Regions from separate parts of the Macaca mulatta genome. Here region 2 is linked to region 1. Evidence: chromatin contacts called from public Hi-C data. All regions are on one chromosome and are shown on one strand. Each heading gives the region's core, a stretch centred on a gene start, on an enhancer-like site or on the middle of the called end of the contact. The rest is flanking DNA. Distances are from core to core; before and after follow the strand shown.

Region 1 (2,532 bases), core at 19-2,518:
TGGTCTCAAGTGATCCTCCTACCTCAGCCTCCCAAAGTACTGGGATTACAGGTGTGCATCACCACAGCTGGTTTAATTTCTTTTCTTTTTTTTTGGAGACAGGGTCTCATTCTGTTGCCCAGGCTGGAGTGCAGTGGAGGGATCTCGGCTCACTGCAACCTCTGCCTCCTGGGTTCAAGCAACTCCTGCCTCAGCCTCCCAAGTAGCTGGGATTACAGGTGCCCGCCACCATGCCCGGCTAATTTTTGTATTTTTTGGTACAGACAAGGTTTTATGTTGGCCAGGCTGGCATCGAACTTCAGACCTCAAGTGATCCGCCTGCCTCAGCTTTCCAAAGTGCTGGGATTATAGGCATGAGCCACTATGCCCAGCCAGAGACTCCATCTGTAAAACAAAAACAAAAATTCAGGGTGTGATGCCCACCAACCTGGCTTACCGAGCCCTTTAGGTGAGTCTAATACATGCTCAAATTTGAAAAACACTGGGTTAAATGTCTGGTCTGGAATTCATCAAAAAGTCATGGCCTGAATCCTTACCTATAAGGCATCAGAATGCAAATGAAAATTAATATTTTACTCGAGCCAGGCACACTTCCCACAACTGTGTGAGATGGCTGTCCTTGTCCTGTTTTTTAGAGGATGGTGCTAAGTAGCCGATTCACTCTCACAAGGTCTCTAGGAAACCACACTTTTTAAAGGAGTAATCCCACACTTTTTTAAGCTGTAATCTCAGCACTTTGGTAGGCCGAGGTGGGTGGATCACCTGAGGTCAGGAGTTGGGACCAGCCTGGCCAACACGGCGAAACCCCGTCTCTACTAAAAATACAAAAAATAAATTAGCCAGGCGTGGTGGCGGGAGCCTATAATCCCAGCTACTCGGGAGGCTGAGGCAGGAGAATCGCTTGAATCCTGAGCGGGGGAGCGGAGGTTGCAGTGAGTCGAGATCGCGTCACTTCACACTTCACTCCAGCCTGGGTGAAAGAGCGAAACTCCGTCTCAAAAAAAAAAAAAAAGAATATTTGGGTAGAAGGACAAGTAGGGACGGTGCTTGCTGCCAGAACCACCAATAGAAACTTCTTGAAGGCCTTCCTGGCATAAACGTTGTCTCCAGCACCCTCTGCCGACCAGGCTCCGCGCTCTGAGTGCTGAGACTGTCCCCGGCCCTAGGTGTCTTAGGGCTTGCGCGTTACCTTGGAGACAGCGTGAGTGGAGGGCGTGCCTCTGCAAAGGCGGAAGTCGGCTGTGGAAGTGTGGGCGGCCATTTTGAGACCGGGCAAGAGGGGCGGGACTGGTGCGGCCGAGTGACAGTTGACCGGTTTTAACCAAGTGACTGGTACCACGGGGCCGGGGAGAAAGAGCGGTGCCATCCCGGGGCGGGGGGATGCCGGGGAGGGGGAGGAATTAGGAAGGGGAGGGGAGGGGGGAGGCGAGAAGGGGAGAGGCAGGGGAAAGAGGGGAGAGTCGTGGGAGCTGGCAGAAGAGGGAAAGGGGGAGCCGAACGTGAAGGGCGAAGGGCGGGGCGGGGTAGGAGAGTCGGGGTACAAAGCAGGCAGGTGTTCATGGCATGGGAAGGAAGAGTAAGAAGTGGGTCAAGAAGGTGTCGTGGTACGAGGGGAAGGTGAGACTCAAGAAGGTGCCGGCTAAGAAGCTAGGGCCGGCGTGGAAGGAGAAGGTGTGGGGCGAGGAAACAACGAAGGGCAAGGAAAGATCCCGAGGCGAAGAGACAGTCTTCATCGAGAAGGGGCAGGGCGAGGAGGAGGGGCGTGACCAGAGGGCGGGACGGGGCGAGGGGCCGGTGCTAGAAGAACCAATCGCCGAGAACCCGGGGAAGGGACGGGTCCATAAAGACCAGGTGGAGAAACAGGGGCGGGGCCGGGAGCGGAAGCAGAGCGAGGAGCAAGCCTTGGGCAAGAAACAGGAGCCCGGCCGAAAGCAAGAGCAGGGGCCGGGCCGGGAGCAGGGGCGGGGTCAGGAGCAGGGGCGGGGCCGGGAGCAAGAGCAGGGGCGGGGCCCGGAGAGGGGCAAGACCAGGCACAGTACCCTGCCCCTGGGCAGACGCCGAGCGAGGAGAAAGGGGCGATACCAAGAGAAGTGCGAGGGTAGGGCAAGAAGTTGGGGCAGAGTCGGGTGGAAGTACACGGGTGCGATCGCAGGCAGGAGCAGGACGGGGGAACACAAGAGAGGGGCTGTCAAAGCGAGAAATAGAAACCAAGACCAGGTGAAGAGCAAGAGTGGAATACAGAGAGGGGGCGAAACAAGGAGCAAGGTGGAGATAAAGGAAGAAACGTGGAGGCGGGGCGGAACGAGGCGCAGGAGCAGGAGTGTGGCCAGAAACATTAGTAGGGCTGGGGTCCGGAGCAATAGCAGAGGTGCGATCCCCACTAGGGTTCCGACGAGCAAGAGCAGGGGCGGGACCAGGAGCAAGTGCAGAGGCGGAGCCAGGAACAAGAGCAGGGGCGGGGCTAAAAGTCCGTGCGGGGATAGGGCCAGGAGCAAGAGCAGGGGCGGGGCCAGGAGCAAGAGCCGGGGCGTG
Region 2 (2,532 bases), core at 17-2,516, 37 kb after region 1:
ACGTGCTGTCCAGGCGCAGTGGCTCATACCTGTGAATTCCAACACTTTGAGAGGTCAAGGCAGGAAGATCGCTTGAGCTCAGGAGTTCGAGACCAACCTGGGCAGTATGAGTCTCTACAAAAAATTTAAAATAAATTTTTTTTAAAAAGAGAGAAAAAGCGATGTTGAATGTTCAGGTGTAATATCAATCAATGGAGGAAGGAGAAGTTGGTATAAGAAGCTGTGAATACTGGCCAGGCAAGGTGGCTCATGCCTGTAATCCCAGCACTTTGGGAGGCCAGGGCCCGGGGAATTACCTGAGTTCAGGAGTTGGAGACCAGCCTGACCAACATGGTGGAACCTGGGCTCTACTAAAAATACGAAAATTAACTGTATGTGGTGGCACGTGCCTGTAATCCCAGCTACTTGGGAGGCTGGGGCAGAAGAATCACTTGAACCCAGGAGGCGGAGGATGCAGTGAGCCAAGATCGCTCCATTGCACTCCAGCCTGGGCAGCAAGAGCTAAATTCCGTCTCAAAAAAAAAAAAAAAAATTGTGAATCCTTCATTTACATATGATATTTAAAGCCATAGAGCTGGATGAGGTTTGTAACTAGTTCGTTTATATAAGCTTGGGAAAAAGATGTGGAAGGATGCATTGAAAAAGAGACTGGAGGCCGGGCGCGGTGGCTCACGCCTGTAATCCCAACACTTTGGGAGGCCGAGACGGGCGGATCACGAGGTCAGGAGATCGAGACCAGCCTGGCGAACACGGTGAAACCCCATCTCTACCAAAAAAATACAAAAAACTAGCCGGGCGAGGTGGCGGGCGCCTGTAGTCCCAGCTACTCGGGAGGCTGAGGCAGGAGAATGGCGTAGACCCGGGAGGCGGATCTTGCAGTGAGCTGAGATCCGGCCACTGCACTCCAGCCTGGGCGACTGAGCGAGACTCCGTCTCAAAAAAAAAAAAAAGAAAAAAGAAAAAGAGACTGGAGAGGGAGCCCCAGGTATACATCCTAGCTGTTAGTCCGTTGGAAGGTTACCCGGCCTGTCTATAAAATGAGTAAAACACAGCTCTCCAAACGGCACGACATCGCCACCTATTGGCTGGAGACGCTGCCCCGAAGGCGGAACCTTCAGGACAGCTACGTAGCGTCCCGAACACTCAGACTGAAACCAGGGCAGCCATGTTCATTACTGGAACCGTGAGGTCGGTGGGGCGGGAGGGCGGCGTTGAGACAGCTGTCATTTTCAGTTAGAGCAAAAGCCGACTTCCGGTCACCATCTTGAGTGACGACAGAGGCGGAGCTCCAACTGACATGTTCATTAAGGGCAGGGCTCCGAGGGCGCCACCTCGAGAGCGACAGCGGGCTACCCGTGGCGGGCGGAGGCAGGTTGTAGCCCCGCCCCGGGCCTTGGGCTCCACCTCTCGGCCCCACTTCCGCCGGGCGAGCGTCTGTAGGCGGCGTTGCCGTAAATCGGGCGGTCGGCTTGCCGCATCACGCAACATGGCGGCCGCGGCGGTGAACGGGGCGGCAGGCTTCTCGAGCTCGGGGCCCGCGGCGACCTCGGGCGCTGTCCTACAAGCCGCGACCGGCATGTACGAGCAACTCAAGGGCGAGTGGAATCGTAAAAGCCCCAATCTTAGCAAGTGCGGGGAAGAGCTGGGCCGGCTAAAGGTAAGGTTGGCAGGCCCAGGAAACCGAGTGTTGCGGGCGTGGGGGGCGCTACGAGGCGTCTGGACCCAACCAAGTCCCGGGCCGCGGAATACACCTCGGTGCCAGCGAGACTGAGGCGGGCTGGGGGATCCGACTGGGCGAAAGATTTGGAGCAGCCAAAGTGGCGGCCCGGAGGGGGTCAAGAAGCGAGAGAGGACAGGGCGCGGTGGTTCACGCCTGTAATCGCAGCACTTGGCGGGGGAGCATCACTTAAGCCCAAGAGTTCAAGATCAGCTTGAGCAACAAAGCGAGACTCTTGTCTCTACACTTTTTTTTTTTTTTTTTCCAGGTGAGAGATGACTGGAATGGACCTACGCGGGCGTGGTGGGGGAATGATGGAAAGACTCGGGATGGCAGAATGAGTGAGGGGTTAGAGTTTTGGTGCTTGGAGGCTTAACTGGTCGGAGTGGCAGGACTGGGGTTCTTTCTTTTCCTGATGGTGGAGTCCAGGCAAGACCAAGTGGGAAATGAGGACTGCCCAGAATGATAAAAGAATGAGACTGAAAAGGTGGACTGTGTAGAGGGTGTGTCGTTAAGACCAGGCTGGGTTAGGATCTGAGAGATCTGGGGCTTAGGCTCGCATCTGTGGGGAGAGGGGGCAGCCTAGTTGTGAAGGCAGGACTGAACCTAGAGGAAATATTCTTACAAGTAGAGAACAAGAATATGGGGCTCAGAGTGCTTGAGACCAAGTATGTGTTGGGAGGGAGTATAAATCCAGTGGCTTGGAACAAGCTGCTGTGTCTGCTAAGGAAAAATGTATGGGCTGAACTGTGTGGGGAGATTTGGACCTCCCCCTCCCAGATACAGATTTTGGGGATAGCCCAGCTACCCCTTCC

What was found. Hi-C and Micro-C count contacts between places; a contact is called where the count stands out from the background.
Region 2: a Hi-C map of cortical neurons shows a contact between it and region 1, with 4 times the contacts expected there. The contact joins the promoter of PSMD8 here to the promoter of CATSPERG in region 1. A contact is called at or near these places in 6 of 14 Hi-C or Micro-C datasets (CD4 T cells, blood, cortical neurons and 3 more).

The regions. Positions count from the first base shown.
Region 1 is chr19:49,420,391-49,422,922 of T2T-MMU8v2.0, forward strand. It overlaps CATSPERG (cation channel sperm associated auxiliary subunit gamma), which reads left to right and starts at 1,269. Exons shown (of 28, transcript XM_015123854.3): 1 at 1,269-1,332.
Region 2 is chr19:49,457,279-49,459,810 of T2T-MMU8v2.0, forward strand. It overlaps PSMD8 (proteasome 26S subunit, non-ATPase 8), which reads left to right and starts at 1,267. Exons shown (of 7, transcript XM_015123856.3): 1 at 1,267-1,657. The coding sequence starts at 1,298.